6 separate regions of the Mus musculus genome follow, and regions 1, 3, 4, 5 and 6 are each linked to region 2. Evidence: chromatin contacts called from public ChIA-PET, Hi-C and promoter capture Hi-C data. All regions are on one chromosome and are shown on one strand. The core of a region is the stretch at or near the end of the contact, and the rest is flanking DNA. Distances in the headings are between cores, read along the strand shown. Region 1 holds the start of D730005E14Rik (RIKEN cDNA D730005E14 gene). Region 2 holds the start of Mief1 (mitochondrial elongation factor 1). Region 3 holds the start of Cbx6 (chromobox 6). Region 4 holds the start of Cbx7 (chromobox 7). Region 5 overlaps Grap2 (GRB2-related adaptor protein 2). Region 6 holds the start of Grap2 (GRB2-related adaptor protein 2).

Region 1 (4,514 bases), core at 207-2,706, 340 kb before region 2:
CACGTGTATCCCAAACCACTGGAAGATTACTTGACTCCGTGTGCATTCACTCCTCCAAAGAACGCTAGCTGAACCTCAATAACCAGAAGCGTGCACTTGCTACATTTGACTGGTCCACGCTACTGCCCTCGAGAGACACAGGTCTGTGAGAACAGTAAACTCATTTCGGTCTCCCTCATCTGCAGGGAAACAAGCTTGGATGACGGGCTCTGATACCAGCTCGGCCACCTGCTGCTGGCTGATTCGGAGCCATCAATGATCCATTTTTGTGCTCCCCGTTGATCTCAGTCTAGCTCCACACCTGGGGCAGTTGGGAAATTAGAGGTGAAGGGTGCCAAAATCCAAGCCACAATTAGAAATGCGAAGCCAGGCTGTCCCCTCCCCTCCTAAGCCGAAGGGAGAAAATGTAAGGGTCCCCACTCCTTAACACCTACAGAGTCAAACCCTTGGTTCAACTGGCAGCTTTGGCTGCAAGCTCGGCACAGGATGGTCTAGGCAGGTTGGATGGAGACGCCTGGGGCCACCCTTGGGGCGTCTGTCCTACCCTCACCGCGGTCGGCATCAGCTTCTCTCTACCATCAGTTAGTTTCCCTTTCTCTTTGCGATCCCCGCGGGCCGCTGTACAGAGGAGCAGGTCTCTGCCAAGCCAAGGGACAAAGAGGTGGGCAGGAGCCTTCTGGGCTTGATCGCCTAGAGCCCTCCCATTCCGGGAGCTGATGCAGGAAGAAGGTGGGGCCTGCATTCACTTGGCCCGGGAGGTCAGTTTCACTTCTGGGGGTCTTCCATAGCCTGCTCACAGAAAATGCAACCCCAGCGCCTGGGGCCCAGAGCTGGGATGGGACCATTCTGTCTGGGATGCAGCCATCGCAAATGCTATTCACCGATCAGGTACCGCTGGCCCCGCTCCTCCAAAATTTTCACTGCAGTCTCTTCCTGGTGGCCCCCATTTTGCTGTATACCGAGCCTCTCCTCTAGGTCCCCAGCTCCCGATTCCTCTCTCACATTCTCCAGGATACTCCGTAGCTCCCACTCCCCTCGAGGGTCCTTGTTCTGAGCCGCTTCGGTTACCTTATAGCTGCTTCTAAACTGGCCACCCTGTACCCCTCTCCACGTCACCCATATTTCTTCCTGTTGAGACTTCTCAGTCTGGGGTTACTCGCCTTTGGGTCTTCATGCTGATCCAGGGCTAGGCTGGTCTGGGCTTCAAATTTTAAAGAGAAATCCATGGAAGCAGACTTTGGACGACCATGTATGGAGAACTTTCGATAGATGTCCTAGAATATCCGTGCTGTTTTAACCCAACCTCAGGGGATACTGGGAGAAGAGGGGACCACTCTCTAAGGCAATGTGAACCACCTTTCCAGAAGTAGCCACTCTGAGCTGGGAAAGGGAAAGGGTAAAGAGAAATTCCCCTAACACACCCATTGCCTGGATGCTTGTGGAGACTTCTCGGAACCACACCAGTCAGCTAAGAGAAAAAGAGAAATAATAGGGGGCGGGGTTGGCACTGGAGAGAGATGGCTCAGCAGTTAAGAACCTTTGTCACCTTCCACAGAGGACCAACTGCTACCAGCAAACACATGGTATGGCTCACAACCACCTATAACTACAGCTTCTGGGAATCCAAGGCCTTCTCCTGACCCCCAGACATGCACATATTAATTCAGAACACATACACATATGTATACATGCCCAATGGCAAGAGATGTGAGTGGCCGGGTGTGGTGGCGCACGCCTTTAATCCCAGCACTCGGGAGGCAGAGGCAGTCGGATTTCTGAGTTCAAGGCCAGCCTACAAAGTGAGTTCCAGGACAGCCAGGACTACACAGAGAAACCCTGTCTCGAAAAAAACAAAAGAAAAAAAAAAAGAAAGAGAGAGATGTGAGTGTATTTTAAACCTACATATAAGAAGAAAGTTATACTGCCTACTCCCTTGGGTGACATTCTGATTTTTGTCCCTTCTCCTGGTGCCTGTGATGTCGGTGGAGGCCACTGTCCCGTGGGCAGCCCAGCTGCAAGTGGTGCGTGCATGCGTGGGTGTGGTGGAAATGCAGGCTTTAACTTCAAAGCTAATACTTTTACCCGCTGAACCATCTCCCTGGCCCGTCTTTCGAACCAATTCACCTCACCCTGAGCAACTTTGTCCTGTCCAGTGATGGATAGACCTGTATAGAGAGAGGCGACAGTCATATCACAGAATAGCATGTCTTCAGTCTTCAACAGAAAGCCCCTGGCCAGCTGTCTGTCTCCAGGATTAGGGCTCCTGAAGCCAGTTATCAGCAATTATCTGTTAATAGCCTTGTCCCCTGGGTGTGGCCTTGTAACCAGTCCCAGATGTCACCTCTCCTTCCAGAGTCAGAGATAAGCCTCCGATCCCATTCTTCTGACCAAGGCTTGATAGACGTCTGATTTTTCCAGCTCTTTTCTACAGGCTGCTGGCTATGAGGGAAAGGGTCCAGCCTGGGGTCCTCCCAGGCCACTAATACCTAGCCAGCTTTGAGGGAAGGGATCCAGACTCTGTCTCCTGATTTTTTTTTTTTTTTTTAAGATTTATTTATTGTAAGTACACTGTAGCTGTCCTCAGACACTCCAGAAGAGGGAGTCAGATCTCGTTACGGATGGTTATGAGCCACCATGTGGTTGCTGGGACTTGAACTCCTGACCTTCAGAAGAGCAGTCAGGTGCTCCTACCCACTGAGCCATCTCACCAGCCCCCTGTCTCCTGATTTTTGGTTGTTATTATATTGTGGAATTTTATTGTGATGGTGGTGGTAGTTTGGCTGTGTTGTTGTTGTTGCTGTTCTTTACATTCTTGTCTCCCTCTCCCACCCTCCCCCACCCCAGCCCCGACAGGATTTTACTATGAAGCCCTGGCTAGCCTGGCACTCACTATATAGTTCAAGTAGGACTCGACCTTGGCATAATCTTCTTGTTTCTGCTCCTTAAAGACTATAGTTACAGGCTTGGGCTTTCCCTGTCTATTTGGGGGGACCCTCGCCTGCAGGGTCAGGGAAGGACTTGATGAGTTCAGGTTCGAGAAATCCTGAGACATTAGATTGCCCATGTGACGTTAGGAATTTCTCTAACAGTATATAGTGTGGTGGGCCTGGGAGATGGGCACAGTATATAACTCGGGCGCCCATCTGGAAGCCAGGGGTTGATGTCAATTGTCTTCCTCAGTTGCTCTTCCCTTTATTTTTTTGAGTCTTTCACCAAAATGAGTTTGTGGGTTCCAGCGGGCTGGCCAATGAGCTCTTGGGATCCTCCTATCTCTGATACCTCAACTCAGGGTTGTAGATTCACAACCCCCATACTTGGCTTTTATATCTGCTCTGAGAATCAGGACTTGTGTGCAAGCCGCTTTACTGACCAGTCATCTCTCTGGTCTCATTTCCTTGATTTTTTTAAAACCTCCATCCCACATGGAGGTGTCCCGTCTGGAAGGAGCTGCAGCGAGAGGCTGAAGAATCTTGAGCCTTTCATTTCCTCAGGCTGTGCATGTTCTTGGGTAGGACTTGGAGGTAGAACAGCGTGGGGCCCAAGTAGGAGGGCACCTCTCTGGCGGCAAGATTTGTCTCCTCTCCCTCTGTCTTCCTGCTTGGAAAGGACTCCAGAAATTGTCAAAGGTTCAGGGAGTTGGGGGTGCCTCAGGACTTTTGGGGCCTTGTTCTGCTTGGGGTCACTCCAGGGCACACTCTGCAATTTCTGTTTTCTCTCTTGTGCTTGCAGAAACCTGATATCTCAAGAAACATTCAAGTTCCACTTTAAGAACCTAGGCTATGCCAAAGGCCGGAAAGATACCTTCTTGTGCTATGAAGTGACTAGAAAGGACTGCGATTCACCCGTCTCCCTTCACCATGGGGTCTTTAAGAACAAGGTACTGAAAGACCCCCGAGCTGGGTAGTCAATCACTCTGAGGAGACCCTCCCAAGGATCAGCGAGACCACGATTCGGATGCAAACAGCAAAAGGCTTTATTGGGAACACGGGTACCCGGGCGACTCAGTCTATCGGATGACTGGCGCGCCGAGTGTGGAGTTCTTACCCTTTTTATAGGGCTAGGGCTGGGGGGCAAAAAGCGCGGGTACAGAAGCGAGAAGCGAGCTGATTGGTTAGTTTAAATAAGGCTTGGGGTATTTCCCGGTCATTTGGGGAACCTGAAACTGAGGTGGGACTTTCCAGAAACTGTTGCTGGTTTCGCTTTATCTGAGTACCATCTGTTCTTGGCCCTGAGCCGGGGCCCAGGTGCTTGACCACAGATATCCTGTTTGGCCCCTGTCCCAGTATTATTCAGCCATATATTTTAACTAAACTTCCTTGTAACTTTTGAGAACTCAGCTCTGGTACTTTTTCATGCCTTGCAAAATGGCGTTACTGCAGCTAGCTTGCTAAGCCTTATGGTGGGGTCTTTCAGTACTAGGCTAGGGATGTAGCTCAGTTGGTGGAATGTTTACCTAACATTCATGTGAGTCCTGGGTTTGATCTTCGGCAGCACAGGAAAAACTGGCATGGTGG
Region 2 (4,311 bases), core at 775-3,274:
AGCAGTCGGGTGCTCTTACCCACTGAGCCATCTCACCAGCCCCCAGCATTGGTGTTTTGGCTGTATGTATGTTTGCATATGAAGGTGTCAGAAGCCCTGTAATTGTAACTTAGACATTTGGGAGTTGCCATGTGGGTGCTGGGAATTGAACTTGGGTCCCCTGGAAGAGCAGCCAGTGCTCTTACTTGCTGAGCCAGCTCTCCAAGCCCCTGTTTTCCAAAAAATTTTTCCTGGCTCCAAATCCCTTTGTGCTTACCCATGCATGAAAGAGAATTATGTTTTATAATAACAAAAGCCACCAACCACAATGGCGACCTTTTCATGCTCTCTGACATTTAATTCTAATCTTTAGTCCCATGAGGTCATCTTCTTTGTCCTCCTTCAGCACTGAATGCATCCCAGGGCAATGTGTGTACTAGGCAAGTGCATTCACAGGAGCAAAGCAAGGCTCAGGAAACTGAACCCGCTGCCCCAAGTGTACCACCAGCACAAAGGCCCTTTCCAAACCAGACAGACTTGATCACTCTGACCCCTGACCTTTCTTTGACCTTCCAGTCTGTACTGGCTAGTTTTGTGTCAACTTGACACAGCTGGAGTTATCACAGAGAAAGGAGCTTCAGTTGAGGAAATGCCTCCATGAGATCCAACTGTAAGGCATTTTCTCAATTAGTGATCAAGGGGGAAAGGCCCTTGTGGGTGGGACCATCTCAGGGCTGGTAGTCTTGGTTCTATAAGAAAGCGGGCTGAGCAAGCCAGGGGAGGCAAGCTAGTACAGAACATCCCTCCATGGCCTCTGCATCAGCTCCTGCTCCCTGACCTGCTTGAGTTCCAGTCCTGACTTCCTTGGTGATGAACAGCAGTATGGAAGTGTAAGCCAAATAAACCCTTTCCTCCCCAACTTGCTTCTTGGTCATGATGTTTGTGCAGGAATAGAAACCCTGACTAAGACACAGTCCATCCATTCACCAGTGAAATGCCTACTGTACCTGAACCTGTGCCCTGGGTAAATGAATGTTCCCCTTGAGCTGCAATTCCTATAAGGTCCTGTTTCCTTATGATGTGAGTTGATAGTTATGTCCAGTCCTGTACCCAGTCCAGAGGATCCCAGATTGCCCATGCTCTGTGAAACCTGGCTGAACCCTGAGGTTTGCATCAGTGTCTCGGCTGGCTGGTCTCTGGTCTCCAAAACACCACAGATATGTGGGGGCTGGAAGACACTTTAATGTTTAGCCCCCATTATACTGGGAGCATGGGGCAGGAGTGGGGTGAGTGTGGGAAGGTTAGTGAATCTGGAAAAGGTAATCCTGACATCCGAGACTCTGTGTGTGAGTGGGTAATCCTAAGGTCTCCCCCAGAGGGTCTCCTTGTCCTTTACGAGTGGAAAACTCGTCTACTTAGGAGACTGTCCCGAGGGATAGGTTACCCGGTCTTCTAGCTGGAAATTTCACAAACTAGATTTATTTGGGTCACAAACTTCTTTCTTTAAAAAGCAAAGTAGGGCGGCCTAAAAGAATGGAAAGCCACACACTTTGGAGGAATACTGAGCTTGGACCCACTGTGAGCCTCTGCAGGGCTCAGCTTTCAGTGCAAATGACCCTGCCTCCCTCGGCCTCGATTTTCCCAAGTGTAACACTGGAATGCTGAAGTCTACCAAACAGAGAGGTTGGGTTGGACAAAATGCAGTGTGTCAAGTAATCAATTCAGTGTGGTCAGAGCCTCTCGCAGGCCAGACGTAGGCAGCAGGTGGAGGGCGACGACTTGCGGCTCCTCCCTTAAGCCACACCCAGCCAGCACTGAGTTTACACAGAGACTGCACAGTAACGCTTTCGGAGGAGGGGCCGTGGAGCTAGGTAACGTCACCTAGGAGGCGGGGCTGCGTCTGTGGGCGGGGCCCCACGACGGGCAGCGCTGGACTAAGTTCCGGGCTCCGCCTCCGGAGGGAGGCTACGGAGGGGCCGACCGGAAGTGCTTCCGCCTCCGCCCGCCTCCGCGCTCCCTGTCGCGTCTCCGTCGGCCCCGCGAGCGAGGTCGTGCCCCGGAAGTAGAGGGGCCATGTTGATGGGTGACCCGGAGAGAGGTACTGGGCGAGTGGCGAGTCCTGAGGAAAGGTAGCGCGTGGTCCGCGGGTGAGTGAGGGAGCGAATGAGGGCGGCCGGGGATCGCCCGTTTGAGCTCGGGCCAGTTTGGGGGCTACCGGCTCCCACCGGGGCCTCCAAGCTTCGCCCCGCCCCGCCTCAAGACCCGGTTGCCTCAAGCCACAGAGCCAGCCTGGCCCCGGGGTCTGCGTTCCCGTCCTCTGGGCGTTGTACCCCGATCGGAGCCCGTAGTCAGTCACTCAGCGACCTCGTTCCAGCCCCTGCGTGACGTTCTCCTTCCAGCCCTCCGTTGTTTTTCTGCATCTTTTGCATCCCGGAAGACCCTCAGGGCCAAAGGGGAGCTGTTCTGCAGTTGAGGAAAAAGGGACAGCGGTGGCTTGCCCCGGTTCGCGCTGGAAGTTAGCAAGGTCAGAGGCTACTGCTTCTGTCTTGGAGCCCAAAGTTCAGATCATTTTTTGTTTTTCATCCAGGAACTCCCTTCACCCCTGAAACACATACAGGCTCATACAACAACTGTTTCTTCCTCATAGGGTTATGGGGAGGATTCCTCCTTCCAGCCTAGTTTTGAGGTTGGTGAGCCCTGGGCCCTGTGCTGGCAAAGTTTGCTGAACGCCCTGAAGTGCACACATGTAAGACACCCCCCCCCCCCGCCCCCACCTCATTCCAGCGAGTTAGGGTCTGGATTGTTTTGGTGAGTGGGCAAATCACTTCCTTTTGGGAATGATGTCACATACTTGGCACACATCTTTCATCTCAGCTCTCAGGAGGCAGAGACAGGAGGATTTCAGAGTTTGAGGGCAGCCTGCTTTACAGAGTGAGTTCTAGGACAGCCAGAGCTCCGTAGAGAGGCCCTGCATCAGGAAACCAAATTAAACAAAAGCAAAAGAAAGCAAAAACAGAAAGAATAAAAAGAAAGAAAGAAAGAAAGAAAGAAGAGATAGAGTGATGTCTCTGTGGTTAAGAGCACTGGCTGCTTTTCAGAGGACCCAGGCTCAATTTCCAGCACTTCTGTGGTGGCTCACAACTGTATATATTATAACTCCAGTCTAAGGATATGACAGTGTTACACTCTCAAGGCAAACTGGCATGTAGACAAACATGCAGGCAAATACCCATACAGAAAAAAGTAAAAAAGTAATTAAAACAATAAGGCCAATCAGCGTGATGCTGCTTATATGGTGGTACCAGGATCCAGATATAAATCCTGGTCTTTAACTACTCTAGGCCACACTGTCTGGTAGAGTCCCATTACAGGGGCTTTTTAGGAGCAGTTCTCAAAATAACCTTGTGTAGTAAGTACTCTCATGATGTCTTTGTTATCTCTGTTTTACAATGAGGAAGCTGATGCCCACTGTACTTTATGCTAAGTGCCCGGGCAGTGGGATGGCACAGCCAGGACTCAAACTCTACTTCTTGAACCCTGGTGAGCCTTAAACTGAACTTCTCCAGGAGGGGCTGTTTACAGGGAGGAAGCTGATCCCAGCTTTGCCATGAGTCCTTGGAAGTCTCTGAGTCTGGCATTAAGAACCCCTGCCATCCCTCCCTCCCCCCAACTCAGACACACACACACACACACACACACACACACACACAGTGTCTAGCAGGCCCTGCTGTCATCAGTTCTGACTCTAGCCTTCTGTGTCTTCTCTGTAGAGTGTGACGATTAGTACACGTCGGTCCCCCATGGCCCCTTGGAGCCGAGAGGCAGTGCTGTGTCTGTACCGGGCTCTGCTGCGCCAAGGCCGAGAGCTTCGCTACACTGATCGAGACTTCTACTTTGCTTCCATCCGCCGAGAATTCAGGAAAAATCAGAAGCTTGAGAATCTGGAGGCTCGAGAGAAGCAGCTGGAGAAGGGCCTGGTCTTCCTCCATAGCAAACTAGGAGGCCTTATCTAGGATCCTCTTTTCCCCTCCTACCCCAGTCCCAAGACGAAGACAAAGGTGCCTTCAGAGACACTCCCGGCTCCCCACCCCACCTCACAGATGCATTAGGAAGCCTCAGGTAGGTAGCTCAATCCTTGGTCTTAGAGGTTTCTTCTTTCTGGGCAAGAAGCTAGGAAAAGGAAGACCTTTGCCATCAGAGTATGTTCTTTACTCCCTAAAACTCACTAGATAAAGTATAGGCTGCACAGAGAAACCCTGTCTCAAAAAACCAACACACACACACACACACACACACACACACCAATAGATGTGGGTCCTTAACTGGATTACA
Region 3 (4,719 bases), core at 383-2,882, 400 kb before region 2:
TGCATTAAGTGGCCATCAGGGATCGTCTTGCTCTCCTCTTCCCAGGCTCTGTTCTTCCTCATCAAAAACAAAACAAAACAAAACAAAACAAAAACAAAAACACCCCTAACTCTCCAAGATGGCTTCCCATGAAGTTCTTCGCTCTCTTGCCAAACAGGCTATGTTCACCATGCCCCACCCCATCTTCATTGGAACCTCCAGAAATATCAGGATTAGGGGTAGACAGGCTCAGGACCCGAAAGCTGGTAGTCCAGTGTGAATGATCAAATTCAGGTTGAAGTAATTTAAGGTCAAATTCAAGCCGGGCCCCCAAGTGCTATGGGAGAAGGTACAGAATACACTCCAAAGGAGGTGGGCAGTTATAGGGCATGGGAGGCCAGTGTTTTGCCAGGAGGTAAGCCTATCTATACTCAACAGCTCCAAGACTCTAAATCACAAAACAGGCCAGTGTGTTCAAGGCTGGAGGAGATGAAGGGTCTCACTAGCGAAAAGAACTTCCCAGTCACCTCCTCCCCTGAGTATGCCCCACCTGCTTCACTCACCCGCTTCCTGGAGCACAGTCGATCCCCCACCCCCAGTTCCTGGTTTCATCCCTGATTACCCCACTCCCAGGCCCCTCTGGCTGGGCTGGCTACGGCCCGCTGCCAGGGACTTGTCAGGGACTCACAACCACCCCCTGCCCAGCTGGGGCCCCTCTGGAAAAGCCTGCCCGCCTAGGCAGCGGCGGATCTGTCCCTCCCTTGCAGGCCGGCCCTGTGCTGCGCCCTGGCTGGGGGCCCGAGCGGGGGCTGCTGGGGCTGGGCCAGGTTACCTTTAGGAGGAAAGTTTTGGGTTTAGGTCCCCTCTTCTTGGGCCCATACAGCTCACGTTCCCTTTCCCTGTAGTCAAGAAACGCCAAAGATGAAAAAGGGTCCCTTCCTGGGCCCCACTCCCCGACCCTGCCCGCCTTTCCCGCTTCCCTGCGCGGCGCCCCACCGCGCCTGCCAGCTTCTCCAACTCACTTCTGCTCGAAGGCTGCGATGAGCCTCGAATCCAGAATGTTCTCCTCTGGCTCCCAAGTGCTGTACCTGCCGAGTCACGCGTACAGAAGAGCAAAATGAAAACCCAAGGGGCAGGGGCACACCGCGAGGGCTCAAGCACGCACCCCCTATCCAAGGCCCAGGTGTCTTCTTGCCGCCTCCCCAGTCCCCATGCCAACGACCCACGACACTCACTTGATCGCCCACCCTTTCCATTTCACCAGGTACTCGATGCGTCCCTGAAAAACAGAAAGGAAAAAAAAAAAAATAGGGGGTGGGGGTGGGGAAGATGCAGGGACGCGAGGAGGCGGCGGCGCGGGGGTGGCTGAGGGAACCCGGCTAGCCGGACCACTGCACCCCGAGGGCCCCGCGGGCTCCGACACCACCGCGGGGAACACAGGGCTGTCCCGGCCGAGGGCTCACCTTGCGGATCCGGCGTTTAATGATGGATTCGGCCGCGAAGACCCGCTCGCCTACTGCAGACAGCTCCATCTTGCTCAGCGGCACCCACAGCCCATAATACTCCCTGCTCCCGCGGCCGGTGCTGCACCGCTCGCGCACGCGCCCCAGCGCTCAGGCCCCCGGCGGGCGGGCGCTCGGCGGGGCGCGCGCTCGCGTTCCAGCTGCGGGCCGTCACGTGATGCTCCGGGCCTGAGCGCCGTTGCCAGGGCCTCCCCCTCCCCCGGGGCGGTTGCTAGGGAAAATGAGCGCTCGCGGGGCGGGGGCGCGCGAAGGCTCTTAAAGGGGCCTGTCCTCTCCCCCGCAGTCCTGGCGGGAGACCGATGGATGCTTGGCTGCTGCCAAGCCGAGTGAGGTGCAGTGCAATCCTACATTGTCCCACTTCATCCTGCAGGCCCAGGATCCCTGCCACCTCCTACCCTCCTTGTAACTCCTCATGCCAGAATTGCCAGGCCCTCGACAGAGAGATGCGATAGGCCCAGGAGTCTCTAGGCGCTGTGCATCCTCCTGCAGACGTTTGCAAACAGTTAAATATGATACAGCAGAAATGCATTCACTGCAGCTTTGCCAGGCCTTGTGGGGATTTCTTTAACACATCACCCCATCCATTATTTATGTATTCGTGGGAGTGTGGTTTTGTAACCGGTTCAGATAAGTTAAAACAAAAACGCCACAGCAGGAAGGGGGCGGCGGGGGGGGGGGGGTGACTGCAGAGGTGACCCAGGCCTGCGACCATGGTCTCAACACCTACAAGTAGACCTTGGCGAGTGTGTTTATAAACCAAAGAGAGAGAGGTCTCAAAAGAGAACCGCAGGGCATCCCAGATTGAGTCCAAAGCAGTCTTTCTTTGGGTCACTCAGCAGAACCCGCCTTCATGGTCAAATCTGTATTGGGATTTTCAGGCCGCAGGCCACAGCATAATTCTACAAACCACAGCTGCAGGAATGACTCCGCCATTGCTCCTGGGAGGCGCAAGTGGGATCTGGAACTTTCCCTCTTGGATGTAGCCCACCTCGCTGGAAACACACATTGAAAAATTATTTAATCGGAGTTTCCATTAGGCCAGTGGTCTTGTTCTTTGCAAAAAGAAAAAAAAATTAACCACATATAAATAAGGAAACGAAAGGGAAGGAGCAATTCATAACCTGTATTAAGTCATTGGGGTCCTCTAGCCCAGTTCTTTCCCTAAACTCGGGCCTGCATGAATATGCATAGATACATCACCTACTTGGAGAACACAGGCACACATGTTCTATCTATTTAAATGTTTAAGCACTATAGGGTTGTACTATTCACACTGGAGATGCTATCCTCCCTTAATGATATTGATTGGACATTAACACTGATTTTGCTCTGTTCACCTGTTGTCTAGGGCTGGGCTGGAGGAGGGGTGGGGATTTGTAAGGGTCAGGATTATCTTTTGATTTCATGATTGGCTTATTAGAATGGGGTGGGGGCACAGGGTTGTACAAGTCTCCCCGCGATTGCACCATTTCTTGAAGGTGCAAATTCACTGATGAAAATCTCAGCTTTCCATCCCTGCACGCCTGCAGATATGTATAGAAAGTACATTGACTGAAATCCTTCTGCTCCCCCTCAAAGTCTTTATGCTACTGAGAAAATCCTCTTAGCTGGCAAGACAGCAAACCTGAGGTGAACATCACCTAAGTAGAGAGTTGTTCTGCCCCGGTGGGGTGGCGTGGATGAGCAGGTAAGTTGAATGTGTGGGTGTCTGTGCTTGTGCAAGCTGAGGAGGCCACAGGATGAAGAAGATGGCCACCTATCCACATAGCAGATCACTCAGCAGTCTTTGTGAGCCATTGTGGAAGCTTTGGGAAACAAAAGTCAGTGCGGTGAGAAAATTGCCTTTCTCCCTGCGTGACCTCAAGGTGCAGATAGTTCCCCAGCAGTAGATGGATTTGTGTCAAGTTGCTGCTGTAACAAACAGCTCCAAATAGAGCAGCGTAACATGACCCGCTCTGGAGTGCAGATGTCCCAGGTCACAGACATTGAGCTAAAGTCAAGGCTAAGAACCCTGAACACATAAACAGCCCCTGGCCTCAGGGGGCTTCTAGAGGCCACTGTCACTCCTTTGGCACTCGGTTGTGTTGCTCACATTTCTTTTTTTTTTTTTTTTTTTTTTTCTTTTTGGTTTTTCAAGGCAGGGTTTCTCTGTATAGCCCTGGCTGTCCTGGAACTCACTTTGTAGACCAGGCTGGCCTCGAACTCAGAAATCGCCTGCCTCTGCCTCCCGAGAGCTGGGATTAAAGGCGTGCGCCACCATACCCCACTCACATTTCTAATCCTATGGACACTTCACCACCACTGACTATCTTCATGCTTCTTCAAGCGGACCCCGTGGTTATATTGGACCAGAATAACCTCTCCGTGGCATCAACCTTAATCCAAGCATATCAGGACTATGCCTTCTTACATGGTCCCTGTTGCCCTCTCTAGACCGGTTTCTCTGTTTCAGTTTGTGGGTGTATGCCTGTGTGCGCATGCCTGTGAGTATGCGCCTATGCATGTGGAAGCCAGAGGTTCCTAGGAGTCTCTCTCAATCATTATTCAACTTATTTTTCAAGACAGCGTCTCTCAGCTGAACATGAAGCTTACTGATTGGTTGGACTGGCCAGCAAATCACACACACACACACACACACACACACACACACACACACATCAACAAAACAGTACTGAAATTGCAGCCAGTACTACTGCGCCTGGCTTTTCACATGCATGTTCTGAATCCAAATTTAAATTCTCATATTCTTGTGGCCAGCACTTACAGACTGAGCCATCTCCCCAGCCCCTCACCTCAAATTTCAGTGGTTGTTAGCACTTTTTGGTCATTGACTATATTCTGAGAATGGTTATGTTCGATTGTTTTTAATTGAAATATTGGATGTTATTCATTCAAAAAATAGAGAAGTTTATAGGTGCCCCCTAGAAGCCTGTCCCGTGGTTGTCAACACCTAGAGAAGGTCATCTCATCCTGAGGAACAAAGTTTCTTCCGCCTCTCTCAAGCTGTTCTGATGTTTGATTCATTATAAGGAAAAGACTCCTCTCCGGCCTTCGTGAGCTGCTGTCCACAGAGAAATGGTCCTCTTACCTCTGTGGTTCTCAACCTTCCTAGTGCCGTGACCCTTTATAACTGTAATTTTGCTACTGTTATGAATATAATATCTGATATGCAGTATTTCTGACATGTGACCCCAAAGGGGTCTCAACTCACAGTTGG
Region 4 (4,890 bases), core at 1,623-4,122, 300 kb before region 2:
CTCCACCTCCACCCCTCCCACACACAGACAGAGGAAGAAAGTCCTGTCCAGAGGTGGTCAGAGCCATCAGGAAAGCAGAGGGGTTGTCCAGGAGGCAGAGCAGATCACTCACAAGCCAATAGAGAGGTTCTATATCTAGCCTGTTCTCACCGGCAGCAACTCTCTGCTGGGAGGTGACTGGTTAGCGAGAGACTCCTGGTTAGGTCTCAGCACCAGAGGCCCACCGGCTGTGCTGTGTATCAAACCTAGCTCTCTAGCCCACAACATTAGGAGAGAATACTGGAAATTCAGAGAAGCCTGGAAATGAGCAGGCTCTGCTCTGCCTCCCCTGGCTGTGTGACCCAAGGAAAGTTGCTCATTGTCTTTGACTCTGTCTCTTCACCTGAAAAGCTCAGAATCAGAGCTACTTAAAAATAAAATAAAATTAAAAAAAAAAAAAAGATAACTTACTTGGTAGGCAAGGGAGCACCATCCAAACCCAAGATGACCCAGGCTCTGCCTTTCCCTACCCTGAATGCAGTGAGGACTGGGGAGCCACTGCCCAAGGTTCCCCTCTCACCTAGCACTGAACCTGCCCCACATGGGGACCTCTTCCCCTTGGCTTGCAGCCATTTCCGAAGCCAAGATGCTAGGGCCTTTGCTTCATGGCCAGCAAGGGAGCAGGATGAGGGGATAAGGAGGCCACCCCTTACCAGGGGGGAATTAAGGCCTAGAAAAGCTGGTGATTGAGGAATGCTTGCTAAAAAAGCAACAGGAGCTAGGGCCAGCCTGGTGAGAGGATGACAGACAGGGGACACACAAAGGACTCTTACTTGGGGGGCCATCCTTTCCACTTCACCAGATATTCAACTTTGCCCTGTGAAAAAAAGAAAGGAGATAGGGTGAGACATACATACTCTACCACCACCTGCGGGACAATAGGACCCTCTGCCACAACACAGTATCACCAACCTGTGAACCTCAAGATTGTCAACCTGGAGTCAATACCCCCCAAAACTCTGGCTACCATGCGACATCCCTACAGGCCTCCTTGCTGCCCCACGGGAGTATTATCTGGTCCCAGACATCCCTGGAATCCTAGAGAAACTGAGACCACATGGGACTGTGCATGTAGAGCCTTGTGCGGTGGCTGAAGGACCACCATGCCAGGACCATGATTCCTCACTTTCAAAAAAAAAAAAAAAAAGCCTCAGGTAGAGGCAGCCCAGCAGGCCCTCCACTTGTTAGAAATTGGAGCCTCAAGGGAAAGGGGTCTCTAAGTGTCTCATCCAGCACCATGCACTGGATGAAATATCAACATGGGAGAGCTTTGAGTTCCTCTTCTCTGATCCACCTTGCCAAAGAGTCCCCCCCAGCACCACGCAGTGGACAGCTCTTTATGAAAAGCCTTTGTCCACCAAAGGCATCCACCTTTCCTTTCTCCTGCATCCTTCGTTCATCCTGCATCCTTGTCCTCTGCCAGAAAGCCAGTTCTGAGAGAGAAAAGGGAGCCTTGAGCTCTAGAGTACACTGCCGCCTCGGTAGAGATTTGGGAGTGCTGAGTTGAGCGAATGAGTCCCCTGTCTGACCCACCTCTCTGTTCCTTGTTAGAGGAGATGATGTCTATACCCGCTTCAGTCTAGTACCGAGAAACAGCAAGGAAAGAAAGCAGCCCTAATCAATAGATCGCCAAGCTCCAAGCCACCTACCTTGGGCCCACCGGAACCCGTGCTGAGGATGCTACAGCAGACACTCTCATGCCTGCACTTAAGCCAAATGGAAAAAAGGTGGCTTCAGGAGCCTCCGAAACAGATGGCAAGGAGAAAAGGAGAGGGGACCCTCCCTTAGATCCAGGACAGGAACTCTTTTCATTGCATATGGCCAGCTCCAAGTTCACTCTGGGAAGAGCCCATCAGCAAGCACGTGCACAAAGATCGCAGACTTGAGGTCTGGACAGGAAACTGCAGGTTGAGGTGTGCGGCCCTAAGCGCGGCAAAACCACCTCCTTAAATCTCAGGGTGTGTGTGTGTGTGTGTGTGTGTGTGTGTGTGTGTGTGTGTGTGTGTGTGTGTGTGTGTAAGTGTAAGGCCTTGGCAGAGGTGGGAGGAGCTTTGAGGATGTCCCAACAACAGTGGCCCAGGCTTCAGGGCAGCAGCACCCGGCTGGAAGGTTGGGGGAGGGGAGGAATGGGAGCGGAGAAGAAAGGTGTGCCCTGGGGGGTTGGGATCGGGAAGGTCAAAGTCCAATAAGAAAACTTCAGAGGCCACAGGAGACTTTCCTAAAGCTCTGCGGCCAACTTCAAAGGACTTGGTACTAAATATCCAGAGAGCCGAGTTCGAGACTCACTTTGACTCTAACGCACTGGCAAGTTGCTTCATCAACTTGAGCTTTAGTCTCCTCGAAAGTGAGCGTAAAGGGAACGAGACGGAATAGAACTCAGGATCTCTAGTCCTATCTTCATCTCCATCCCAGGTGGCCTCGGATGCACCAACATCCGAGGGCAACAACTTTAACTCTACTGGCCCTACATAGTGGTGGGGAAAGTGAGGAACAGGATGTGGAGACCCGCCAGGCAGCCCAGGGTCCCCAGGTCACCCCTGCACCACTTTCTGCTCTGCCCAACCTGGAGTGGGCGGTGCTGAGGAGCGGGAGGCAACCTCGCCCTGTCCCGGGAGCCGCCCCCGAGCAGCCTCACCTTCCGCACGCGCTTCTTCCGGATGCTCTCCACCGCAAACACCTGCTCGCCTATGGCTGACAGCTCCATGCGGGGCGGCGGGCGAGTGGGCCCAGGACCGGACCGGGCTGGGCCGGGGGTGGAGCTGCGGGGCCGCGGCGGCTGCGCGCGATGCTCGGGACGGCGGGGACCCCGTCAGGCTCGTCCGGGCGCGCACGCGCACGCGCGCACACCCCCTAGTGTTCCCTCACGCCGCCGACGTTCCATTTTTGAACCTGCGCAACGTTTTCCCCAGCGCCAGAGAGCGGGTGCGCGCGCGCGTGCCTCTGAAAGCGCCCAGAGGGTCAGCTCCGCCCCCTCGCTGCCGGAGCCACGCCCTACTCCTTAACCCCGCCTGCTGACCAAATTGGGCAGCTGGCAGCAGGTCTGATGCTCCTGGCAGTCTAAGGTCCATCCCATCTCTCAGTTCGGCTTCTGGGCTGGACGTGATCAGTCTTCCCAAGTCCCCCTAAAGACTGAGAAGGTCCGAAATGAAGTGGCCTTAAAGCCGAGATTAGCAAGCAAGTAATCTCAGTATTTAGACAGCTGAGGCAGGAAGATCAGGAGTTCAAGGCCAACCTTAGCTATGTAAGACCCTGTCACAAATAAATACATTGAAACAAGGATTGGAGAGATAGCACTTCTGCTCTTTCAGAGGACCTGGGTTGGTTCCCACCTCCAACATTATGGTTCACAACTGTGGCTCCATGGAATTCCATACTATCCTCTGATGTACTCATACACAGTGTGCACATACGTACACGCAGGCTAACAACCACTCATACACATAAGTATTTATTCAGAAATAAGACAAAACCTTTAAAGTTGGAGGTAGTACTTTATGCCTTTAATCCCAGCACTCGGGAGGTAGAGCCAGGCATATCATTATGAGTTCGAGGCCACTTTGTTCAAAACAGTGAATTTTAGGACAGCCAGTTTCCTTTCCTACAAAGGAGACAAGGTCCGGCCGGGTCCGCGCGGCAGGAGGGACAGACAGCAAAGCTTTCCACCCGGAGTACGTAGTCTAAGCAGGCCTGAACAGGTGCCTCTGAGTCCCCCGCTCCAAGCACGCTTCCACCCATCAACCCAAACCAGTCTTAGTAGGTGATGCGAAAACGCACCGCGAGCGCCCTTCCCTGAGGGACCAGGCTAGGCGCTGCTAACACCTCGTCGCAGGTGGAGACCCACTTTTGCCGTCTGCAGATCCCACAACAGCCTGGACTCCAGTGGTTTTTCCACCTCGCCCTTGGTTTGCTGACCGTTTGCCTCAACTAAATGTGGAAGGAAAAAAGTCCTCACCCCGGAGCCAGCACCAAGCCTTTTCAGTTTTCGGCATTGTTGAGGACAGGTCCGAGTCGTCCCCAACTCCTCCCATTTCCTCCTAATTCCTGCTGTTCTGACCTTCTGGAGGAGACTCAGGGCTTCCCCCTCAACATCACCACCCCCCACAGCCTGGATTCTTAGCAACAATCCCCTCCCCCACGGGGCCCAGTGATCGCAGTGCGCTTTCTACCACCAGACCCGACCGAGTCACTCAGTGCTTAGAAGCATTCTGGGGTTCCCTATTCTTAGAATAAACTCTAAGCACCTATGTCTGGCGAAGAAAAAAAAGAGAAAAAGAATGTTACATTGGCACCTGAGCTTTTTTTTTTTTTTTTTCAAATCAAGTGCAAAGGAAGCCAGAAGGCAGGGGATGACATGTCCCTGTCCCCAGAGAAAATTACCACCATCCGAGAACTATAATATTCCATGGAAACATCTACTAAGAACAAATGTACAATGAAGATATTTACGAATACAGACCCTAGAAATTCCCCTATCCCTAAGGGGAATTCCAACCCAAGAACAAGACAAGCAGGGCTCAGGGAAGTCTGGGGGTGGGGCGGAGGACAGAGGGGTCTGAGGTCTGATGCAATGAGGAAGAGACGATGAAAACGCTGGTGGCAAAAAAAAAAAAAAAGGCAGAAACCGCGTCCCCCCCCCCGACCCCCACCACAAAAAAAGATGGGAAATTAACAAGAGGCAGAGTAACCCCAGCGAGCGGAGTTCAAGTATTCTAATATCCTTACACACACCCCGGAGCAAAATAAAAAAATCCGTTAAGAATACAAGTTGCCAAGGTTAGAAACACCAAGAAAAGCAACCAAGCAAGAAGAGAGAAAAATAAACACATGATTTAAGTTCAAATGTTCTGTGAT
Region 5 (4,657 bases), core at 393-2,892, 380 kb after region 2:
CACGCATCAGAAAGTGTCAGCCCACAAAGGTCTCCGGTCCCTCTGGCCGGAAGTGTGAGATGTGGGAAGATGGAAGGCCACAGCAGCCCTCTCAGATACAAGAAAAGTAAACTGAGTGATTTGCAAAGGGGCACGAGGACAGGGAGACAAAGCAGGAGGAGAGAAAACAGACAAGAAAGCCCATGAGTACCGGCCACTCTCCCAAAGTGTGGCGTAAAAGAGCTGGCACTATGGACGTGAGTGCCAATGGCGTATACAGAAAGGGTCATAGGCATGGTCTGCTTGGACTTTGGTATTGGATTTTGTATTTGTTACAGATTCTAGAGGAAAAAAATAATAACAAGGTCGTAAATGCTTCATTTAGGAGGCAGTGAAGGACGAGGAGTTAGTTAGAGGGCTTATCTAGCATATCCCCTGGGGTTCAGCCTCAGCACCACATACAATTGGGTGTGGTCCACAAGAACACAGCCCACAGAATCATCTAAGCAGAGCTCATAGGGGCTCACAGAGACTGAAGCAACAACCACAGAGTCTGAGCTAGGTCTCCTGTATATATGCTGTGGTTGTGTAGTTTGGTGTTCCTGTGGGACTCCTAGCAATGGGAGTGGGGGTTAGCTCTGACTCTTTTGCCTGCTCCTGGGACTCTTTTTCTCACTGGGTTGCCTTGTCCAGCCTTAATTTGAGGGTTTGTGTGTAGTCTTATATAACATGTTATGCCGTGCTCTATTGATATTCCTGGGAGGCCTTCTCTTTTCTGAAGGGAAACAGGGAGAAGGGATCTGGAAGGAAGGGGAGGTTGGGGGACTGGGAGGGGTAGAGAGAAGGGATATTGCAGTCAGTAGGTTATTTAAAAAAATTAAACCAAGTGTGGTAGCATATGCCTCTAATGCTAACACTCAAGTGATAGAGACAGAAGGGTCAGAAGTTCAAGGTTTTCCTTGGCTACTCATGAGTTTGAGGCCATCCTGGGCTACCTGAGATCCTGTTAAAAAGAGAAGAAAGAGAGGGAGAGAGGAAAAGAGAGAAAGCTTATTCTATTGTGTTTATACTTGATAGTGAAATAATCTTGACTAATGGATCAACAGTAGGAGGCTTTAGGTAAAGGGGTGGGGCTCATAGATAGCTAGTTGACTGAGGTCACACAACTGGTTAAGGAAAGAGCCAGGACATGAATCCCACTGTGGCCAGCTCCAAAGGCCATATCCATTCATTATAGATCATGTCTATTTATCATAGAATAAAGACTCAATGTCCCTTGGTTCACTTAAGAAGAAAGAGTCGGGCTTTGGAAGATGGCACAAGGACATGAGTTCAAGCCTCAGGACCTGCATTTAAAAGTCAAGTGTGGTTGTGTGTGCCTGTGATCACAATACAGAGGAATTAGAGATAGGCAGAACCTTGGGCTCGCTGATCATACAGCGTACCTAACAGGTGTGCTCTGGCCCAGGGAAAGGCTATCTCATAAAATGAGGTGTAAGGGAAGAAAAGGAAGAAGAGAAGGAAGAAAAATCAAAACGCCTGCAGGCCAACCAGACTGGCAGCTGGCCAAAGGAACAGAGGCAAACAGAATAAAATATTCAGGGCCACGTGAAGCCCTGTGCTGTGGTTCAGAACTCCCACATTAGAAGGGGCCTAGCGTCACCATCTTCCTGTCTAACACACCTGCACCCTTAGAGTATTTTAGCTCCTGAACAGCCAGCAGCAATGTATAACACAATTACCAAATGCGAGCAGCAGAGAAAGTAATTGGATCATCCTATTTCGCCCAACCCTGCTCAGGCCACATCCTGAATACTAAGCTCAAGTTCAGTGACATATTCTAGAGCTAGAGGAGGACTGAGGTGAGGCCTTTGGACCTTGACCAGGAGATCAAGGACAGGTGATGAAAGACTCTGGAACAGTCATATTTAGGAAAGAAAATCTGGGATTTATGGTGGTCTGGGTTGTTGTTGTTGTTGTTGTTGTTGTTGTTGTTGTTGTTGTTCTTCTTCTTCTTCTTCTTCTTCTTCTTCTTCCTTCTTCTTCTTCTTCTTCTTCTTCTTCTTCTTCCTTCTTCTTCTTCTTCTTCTTCTTCTTCTTCTTCTTCTTCTTCTTCTTCTTCTTCTCCTCCTCCTCCTCCTCCTCCTCCTCCTCCTCCTCCTCCTCCCCCCCTCCTCCTCCCCTTTTTCTTCTTTGAGCAATGTCTGGGATGAGGAGAGACATTTTTGTTCAATGTAACAGACATGCCAAGCAGTTTGCTTGCATTTTACAACCAAGCTGCTTCCCTTGCACCTACATGCCCGCTGAGGAGAAACCCAAATTGCTTTGTGAACTGCTGCCAACTTGGTGAGCCCAAAGTTGGGGGCCTTTCTTGATCAAAAGTGCCAAGACAAACGAAAGAGAGACCAGCTGGCTGTGGTGCTTACCTGTAATCGTGACACTGGGGAAATAAAGGCAGAAAATCGGGAGTTTGAGGCCAGCATTGACTTTGTATCCAGTATGAGACCCTGTATGGAGATAGATAGATAGATAGATAGATAGATAGATAGATAGATAGATAGATGGTAGATAGGTAGATAATAGATAGATAGATAGATGATAGATAGATAGATGATAGATAGATAGATAGATAGATAGATAGATAGATAGATAGATAGATGGATAGATAACCAAACTCATTCAAGGAAGGCCTACATTTTCCTAAAATGAGAAAATTCTAATTATTTACTTGACCAGCAAAATTCAAAATAATATCCCTTTAACTGGGTTTTTGCTTGTCTTGTTTTCTGATTTTTTTTTTGAGACAGAGACTCACTATGAATTCCAAGGCAATATCAAATTTGTGATTCTCCTGCCTCAGCCTCCAAAGTGTTGAGGATTATAAGCATGTACCACCACCAAGCCCAGTTAATACCATCCCTTTGATTGGCAACTTTTAGTGCTTTTACGGGGTGACTTGCTCTATGAAGCTGTCAGCACCTCTAGGGTTTCAGGAATAGACTTATGGACTGAAGGCAGGTAAGTGACTGTCTGAGTTAATGTTCGCTTCTGCAGGCTTGGAAACCAGTGAGCTGAAAAATGGCCAGCGTTCCAATGATAAACGGGGATTTGATGACACAAGGAAAAATGACAAAAAGATTAAGGTGGCTGTGATCACAGAGTCTTCTGGGCTACACGTGTGTGTGTTGATCAAACAAGAGTGACGAGAACCTCAGGCACGGATAGGGAGGGGAAAAAGAGGAGACCGACAGGGAGTGTGTTATGGGTATGAGCAATGTTACAGCCCCAGTGACCACAGAGCAAAAGATGGAGGGTTTTCAAACACATGATAAATACGACCAACTTTCAGAGCCCAGATCAATAAAAACAAATCTGAACTGGGCCGAAGGGAAGAGGAGGAGGAGCATGAAGGTCCCATAACGTCCTAGTGATTTATTTGAAGGAGAACCGTGACGTGCCCTGAATAGGAAATGGGAAGGAGGAAAAAGACTGGCTTCTGTAGAAATCTGTCTGACTGTCCCTTTCTTGCCCTTTACTTTCATCTCCCTCAGCCGCTCCCCGCACCCTTCTGACGGGGTTCACAAAACGCTTGTGGAGTCAGGGAGGTATTTGTAATGCTTCATTTCCACTCGGACTTGCCCGCAGCACGGTGTGTCCGTAGACAATTGCTATGGCTCTAGGAAACCGGAAGGATAACGGGGCAATCAGCCAGAGATGCATCAGCCTTTCTCCCATCATTTCTGTTGTTGCCCTAAAGCACAGGATTGCTGGGTCAGAAGTCAGCTTGACAGCCCAGTGGGGCTGTCAGGGACCTCTCTCTAGTAGGGCCGGTGATATCTTGGCATTTTGATGCTGTTGTTTCGAGGTTTGCATGGTGTTGTTTTAATAAAACAACAGGAGAATTTTTAAAACATACATTCTAAATATAGCCATGGTAAGTGACTAGTGTTTAAAAGAGAGCGTGAACTTGAAAACCCTTGAATGTGTTGCAGGGGGTGGGCGGGAGAGAGGGGGAGGGGAGAAGGCGGAGGGAGGAGGAAGTGGGGGGGCTGCAGTTTGTGTGAAGTGACACACGGTTCCCATTTCTAAAATTGCCTTTGAGCCCACGATTGCCCACTCTGAGGTCAGCCAGTTTATTGCAGTCATTGCCTCTTTGACCAAGAAGTAATGGGCTTGAATTTCCATGGTATGTGGGAATTGCTGCTGTCAATTTCTTAGCTGACAGCCAGCCACCCAGGAAGGTTCAGTAGGCCTAAGCTAGTTAGCAATTATCCTGACCTGGTGGGAGGAAGGCCCATGATTTTGCTAGTACCAATGGAGGCCAAGAAACCAAGCAGAGCAAGCACATAGCCTTAGGAAACATCAGACACTCACTCTCATATCTTGCTTCTTTCTCCCATGTCCAGTCACCAATAACAGCAATAAATGCTGAGCTCTAGAGGTAGCCCAATGGTAGAGAGCTTGCCTAGCGTGCCTGTGAAGCAGTAGGTTCGATTCCCAGTTCTGCTCCACCCCCAAAATTACAATGAGTGCCCACTGGTAAAACCCTTGCCACATCCTAGATCACAAGCACGCAAGGGCCGCTTGGTCTTGGCGGGTTCTTGTCTCTAGGCGTTGGTGAAACTTGGGTGGTATGTTCCCTCCCCCAGCTGCCCCCCAGCTTCCTGTTCTAAGCCAG
Region 6 (4,362 bases), core at 1,524-4,023, 340 kb after region 2:
GTCATGTCCTAGCCCGCCCCTAGAGCCAAGCATAGAGAAAGCGTCTGAACTCCGTTGAGTGACCGAACACCTGAATGCTCTCTATTGAATCAGAAGTATATATTTTACTCTAAAATGTAATTAAGCACGGTTGCACATAAGAAGCTCTGTTATGAATGATGACCCTTCAAAAGGAATTGCTGGATCTTTTCTTTTTTTTTTTTTTTTTTAAGCAAGTGTGGTTTTTAAAGAAATTTTCTCTATTGCGGATAAGTGGGATTTCACACGTCCTGAATCCTCCCAATTACTTGCTATTTTTTTCTAAGTGTCTTCTGACAGCAAAGGCTGAAATGCAGATGTCCTCACACTGGGGTCTTGCTTCGTTCCGATGTGCTTTGTCCTCCTTCAGTCACAGAGCTGATGTGAGGTAAAGTACTGAGGTGGCCTGTGCTGCCTGTCATTCCTGCCAGCCAGTCAGCACTCTGCTCTTTACTTGGAAGTGGAGGGGTTCCATATTAGGGTACCTGCTGAAACCCTTCTAAGGGGCTCTGGATAGAACTGTTCGCCAGTTCCCCTTCCTGCCCACACCCCAGCCTTGCAAGCTGAGGGGGTCCTGGTTAACCAACCATTCCATGTCACTGACTTGGGGAACTGCCACTGAGAAAGATACTGACCAGGGGCTCTTGGAGCCTTGGAACTTGGCAGTGGAGCTGTTTCATGTAATGATGGGACCCTAGAAGGTACTTAGATCACAAAGGTGGGACCCTGAAGCCAGTGTTAGTGTGATGTGTTATCTTTAAAGTGCTCTGTAATGTGAAAACAGTGGCTATCCTGTTCACAAGCAACTTAGCTTTAAGAAAATTGTACAGAATTTTCTTTTAAAGTTGTCTTTTTTTAAAAAAAAAAAAAAGAGTTGTTTACTCTTATTTGTATGAGTACACTGTAGCTGTCTTCAGACACACCAAAAGAGGGCATCGGATCCCGTTACAGATGGTTGTGAGCCACCATGTGGTTGCTGGGAATCGAACTCAGGACCTTCGGTAGAACAGTCAGTGCTGAGCCGGCCGAGCCATCTCTCCAGGCCTCAGACTTTTATTAATAAGAAAAGAAGCTGGAGAAATGACCCAGTAAAGACTCACGTTGAGCAGCTCACTGTGGTCTGTTACCCCGGTTTCAGGAGACCTAGCACTCTTCTGGTCTCCATGGGCATTGCATTCCCATTACTAAGGATGCAAATTACTTCTTCTAGCCCATTTGATGAATATTTACTGAGCACCTACTATGACCAAAGTAATGTGCCAGTTCTATACCAGGCTCCTTCTTCCCTGTTTCAATTAAAATGCATAATCAGGCAGGCATGGTAGTACACATCTATAGCCCAGCATTGGGGCTGGCTGGACCCAAATCTTGAGGCTGCAGCTGGAAGTCAAAGAGTTCTAGGCATAGCCTGGGCTACAGCACAGAAGAAAACATGTCTCAAAAAAAAAGTGAGAGATTATAATGAGAAAAGGGTTTTTAAAATATAAATCTTCAAGCCCAGTGGTGGTAGTACACTCCTTTAATCTCAGCACTCAGAGGTAGTGCAGGTACATCTCTGAGTTTGAGGCCAGCCTGGTCTACAGAGCAAGTTCCGGGAAACTCTATCTTGCAAACCAAAAACTAAAATAAAATAACTTTTTAGTAAAGTTTATCATTTAAAGAAGCAATGAGATACCGCCTCAGAAGTCAGGAATGAAGTCTAAGTTATACTCTTAGAACTTCAAATTGAATCAAATGGGGAAAAAACTATGCAGAGATTCATGCCGGAGGTATCCCGAAATGTCCCTCTTCTCCTTGGATCCAGCCTCCAAACTCTAAAGGCCTTGCTTAGCCAGTTGAAATGCGTCTCCTTTTTGTGCAAGAGATACAAGAACAAAGAGAAAGGAAGAGAGACTTCAACGGGCTGCAGGTGGTGTGGGGGCAGGGAGAGTTAGAAATATGGAGGTGAGAACTGGGGAAGTTGAGGGAGATGATGATTCTTAAATTGTCAGAGAGCCTTGGGTCCAGCTTGCTCAAGAGAACGTGAAGTCCCACGGGTCCAAGGAAAGATCTGCACTCTTGACCATAGCAAGCCTGGACTTAGAACCCCTGGCTTATCGGCTAGTTAACCCCCATAGTGTGTGTCTGTGTCGTGTGTCTGTGTCACTAACAGAACTCCTGGCTTAGAGAGCCTCCCACTGTTTTCTTCCTTCTCTCTTGGGTCAAGATTTGTATCACAAGCTAAGAGTTATGTAAATGGGTTGGCTACACTTAGCAAGCGGTTTCTCTGAGATTTTAACATCATGATTGACCAGGGAAGACTTTAACTTTTTCCCAGTGGCCTTTGCATTTCTCCGGATGGAATGATGTGAAAACAGGCTTTTTCCTTGAGGCCAGCAGCAGCTTGTTACCGGATCATATCCAAACTCAGAAGTTTTCTTGTGTGAATGTGAGCGTTGGGGGCAGGCGTGTTTTCAGAAGTTTTCGTATGTGTATGTGAGCGTTGGGGGCAGGCGGGTTTTGTTAAAACTGAAACGAATAGGAGCAGGCATGTTTCGGTGAACCTCCTGCGTTTTGGTTCAACTCTAGCAGCTAGAAAACAAAACCACATAATCTGAGGCTCACGCCCAGCTCTGCGCAGCAGGGTGTCTGCTAGTTCCTGTGTGGTTTGCCTGCAGACTGGCTGGGGGGGAGCTTGGAGGAGGGCAAGGGGCAGGGAGGAGGAAGCTGTATTGATGGATCTGGGGCTTGCGACCTGCTTCAGTGTGGTGCTCAGAAACCAGCACAAGGCAGACCTGTAGGCTGAGGCGGCGCGGTAAACTTGACATTTGAATGCATCTTCCCACTGGCAAAAGGCAATTCTAATAACTCGTTGTCAAAGCCGAGATACACGCTCAACTCAACCTCTTCGCGTCCCAAAGGTAAGTCATGCGTCGTGGGTGCACGCCCTCTGGAAACCTTGAGCGCTTTTAAGATTCTGTTCTCTGTAAGCCAAATCTAATGAAAGCTAGTCCTACTGGTTTTCTGAACTTTGCTGGCAATACTTCAGCCATCAGCCTAGGCTTCTTATCTAGTTGGCTTACGTTAGTAGGGATTGGATTCAACTTCTGTCAAACGAACTAGAGAAAACTTGGTCTTTACTGGGCCCATGGGGGAAAAAACGGCAGTTCTACTAACTGGCTTCAGAGCGATCTCTGGGAAAGACCTTGGATGTTGAGGTCCCAGAGGGGGAAAAAAAAATCCCCCTTCAATAGTGAAGTCGGGGAGTGGCAGGTGGTAGGGAATTGAGCCCAGACTCTGAGGACTTGCTCAATTTTTTCACCAACTCCAAACTGCTAGTTCTGGCGGCATTTGCTCTCTTTACGAAGAACACTGGTCTGAGTTCCTTTAATAAGAGAAAACTTCCCGTGGGAAGACATGAGGAGAGGGTGTTGTCTATCTTTGTCTCTTTATTAATAGTTGTGTGGCATCTTTAAAGACCATCTCTGGTTTCTGCTCTTGTCCCCATCTGTTTCAGAACCTGAGAAAGGAATGCAAAGACCAGGTTTTCACTGACTTAACCATGACTGCATCCACTTAACCTCAAGTGCAGCCTTGTTAATAAGGCATATGGAACACTTTGTATATCATTAGAAGTACTCATCCAGAGATAGACTAAGGGGGGCTACTTGGTCTCCAAACCACCGCAGGGATAAGGCAGTGATGAGCACACATTGTTGGAGGGTGAGAAACTTCAGTGGAAGAGCCTTGCATATGGGTCCATTTATTATAAACTGCTAATTTGTTATAGGGTCCCTTTTTTTTTCTTCTTCATTTTTGATTTCAGAAAGAACGTTTAGTTTAACCTGGTCTCTTTTAGTGAATCAACATGGCCTACAAAGCTTGATATTCATAGTATAATTTTAGAGAGGCCCTCTTGAAAGAAGCAGCCACTATTAAGTAGTGTCTCCCTCTCCCCCCCCCCACCCCCCCACCAAGGCAGGGTTTCTCTGTGTAGCCCTGTCTGCCCTGTCTGTGTAGCATAGGCTGGCCTCGAACTCACAGAGATCCTCCTGCAAGTAGTATATTTCGATGCCAAGTTTTTAAAAAACTTCTAACTTATTCCCTTTTTAAGAATTTTTTTGTGTTTGTGTTCTGGTTTTCTGTAAAAGGAGGCAGCCCCACATCACTGAAGAAAACTACCCTATTAAACTCAACCCCAGAGAGTCTCCCACATAGTAAACTGTAATCTTATTCTCCCTAAATTGTAATAGCTTTCATCTTTTAAAAATGGCTTTACTGAAGCTGAGGGGAAGGAGGTGATCGATCAATTCAATATAAAGAAATGCCTTTGCTTCTAACAATAGCTTCCACGTCTCAGGCCTT

The links. Promoter capture Hi-C pulls out the DNA fragments that hold promoters and counts their contacts. A called contact is a pair of places that touch in the nucleus more often than the background predicts. ChIA-PET counts read pairs in DNA pulled down with a chosen protein or histone mark. Capture Hi-C pulls out chosen DNA fragments and counts their contacts.
Region 1: a contact with region 2 is called in a promoter capture Hi-C map of fetal liver, with 3 times the contacts expected there. The contact joins the promoter of D730005E14Rik here to the promoter of Mief1 in region 2. A contact is called at or near these places in 12 of 39 promoter capture datasets (the 3T3-L1 cell line, 3T3-L1-derived adipocytes, cranial neural crest and 8 more), 1 of 484 Hi-C or Micro-C datasets (Th1 cells), 4 of 115 datasets of contacts at active chromatin or transcription factors (bone marrow-derived macrophages, effector CD8 T cells, embryonic stem cells and 1 more) and 2 of 9 other capture datasets (adipose tissue and pancreatic islet).
Region 3: a Hi-C map of the N1E-115 cell line shows a contact between it and region 2, with 4 times the contacts expected there. The contact joins the promoter of Cbx6 here to the promoter of Mief1 in region 2. A contact is called at or near these places in 4 of 39 promoter capture datasets (the 3T3-L1 cell line, 3T3-L1-derived adipocytes, maxillary cranial neural crest and 1 more), 1 of 15 datasets of contacts at CTCF or cohesin (the NIH/3T3 cell line), 6 of 484 Hi-C or Micro-C datasets (the N1E-115 cell line, embryonic limb bud, embryonic stem cells and 2 more) and 6 of 115 datasets of contacts at active chromatin or transcription factors (T-cell acute lymphoblastic leukemia, double positive thymocytes, embryonic hindbrain and 3 more).
Region 4: a promoter capture Hi-C map of pancreatic islet shows a contact between it and region 2. The contact joins the promoter of Cbx7 here to the promoter of Mief1 in region 2. A contact is called at or near these places in 2 of 39 promoter capture datasets (the HPC-7 cell line and embryonic stem cells), 1 of 15 datasets of contacts at CTCF or cohesin (embryonic stem cells), 71 of 484 Hi-C or Micro-C datasets (the AML12 cell line, B cells, the Ba/F3 cell line and 46 more), 16 of 115 datasets of contacts at active chromatin or transcription factors (the HPC-7 cell line, T-cell acute lymphoblastic leukemia, astrocytes and 11 more) and 4 of 9 other capture datasets (adipose tissue, liver, macrophages and 1 more).
Region 5: an RNA polymerase II ChIA-PET map of effector CD8 T cells shows a contact between it and region 2, with 10 read pairs. The contact joins the enhancer-like site here to the promoter of Mief1 in region 2. A contact is called at or near these places in 1 of 39 promoter capture datasets (the C10 cell line), 1 of 484 Hi-C or Micro-C datasets (B cells), 6 of 115 datasets of contacts at active chromatin or transcription factors (the 230-238 cell line, bone marrow-derived macrophages, effector CD8 T cells and 2 more) and 2 of 9 other capture datasets (liver and pancreatic islet).
Region 6: an RNA polymerase II ChIA-PET map of effector CD8 T cells shows a contact between it and region 2, with 12 read pairs. The contact joins the promoter of Grap2 here to the promoter of Mief1 in region 2. A contact is called at or near these places in 4 of 39 promoter capture datasets (the HPC-7 cell line, hippocampal neurons, macrophages and 1 more), 5 of 115 datasets of contacts at active chromatin or transcription factors (the SCID.adh cell line, bone marrow-derived macrophages, effector CD8 T cells and 2 more) and 2 of 9 other capture datasets (adipose tissue and pancreatic islet).

The regions. Positions count from the first base shown.
Region 1 is chr15:79,891,682-79,896,195 of GRCm38.p6, forward strand. It overlaps D730005E14Rik (RIKEN cDNA D730005E14 gene), which reads right to left and starts at 1,457. Exons shown (of 1, transcript NR_030675.1): 1 at 1-1,457. It overlaps Apobec3 (apolipoprotein B mRNA editing enzyme, catalytic polypeptide 3), which reads left to right and starts at 727. Exons shown (of 8, transcript NM_030255.3): 1 at 727-888; 2 at 3,730-3,877. The coding sequence starts at 836.
Region 2 is chr15:80,232,056-80,236,366 of GRCm38.p6, forward strand. Mief1 (mitochondrial elongation factor 1) reads left to right here and starts at 2,025. Exons shown (of 6, transcript NM_178719.5): 1 at 2,025-2,126; 2 at 3,750-4,098.
Region 3 is chr15:79,832,701-79,837,419 of GRCm38.p6, forward strand. It overlaps Cbx6 (chromobox 6), which reads right to left and starts at 1,633. Exons shown (of 5, transcript NM_028763.3): 1 at 1,443-1,633; 2 at 1,215-1,258; 3 at 1,002-1,067; 4 at 812-878. The coding sequence starts at 1,511. It overlaps Npcd (neuronal pentraxin chromo domain), which reads right to left and starts at 1,633. Exons shown (of 9, transcript NM_001013362.2): 1 at 1,443-1,633; 2 at 1,215-1,258; 3 at 1,002-1,067; 4 at 812-878. The coding sequence starts at 1,511.
Region 4 is chr15:79,929,774-79,934,663 of GRCm38.p6, forward strand. Cbx7 (chromobox 7) reads right to left here and starts at 2,873. Exons shown (of 7, transcript NM_144811.3): 1 at 2,675-2,873; 2 at 813-856. The coding sequence starts at 2,743.
Region 5 is chr15:80,610,054-80,614,710 of GRCm38.p6, forward strand. The region is part of intron 1 of Grap2 (GRB2-related adaptor protein 2); the gene reads left to right. Among named protein-coding and RNA genes, the nearest start is that of Mir6957, 34 kb to the right of the region's middle. Within about 2 kb of position 1,643, at least 29 of the 459 cell types and tissues checked have an H3K27ac peak or open chromatin away from gene starts, as enhancers often do. A contact at or near this core is called in B cells, effector CD8 T cells and pro-B cells, where this site is marked.
Region 6 is chr15:80,569,824-80,574,185 of GRCm38.p6, forward strand. It overlaps Grap2 (GRB2-related adaptor protein 2), which reads left to right and starts at 2,774. Exons shown (of 8, transcript NM_001289442.1): 1 at 2,774-2,918.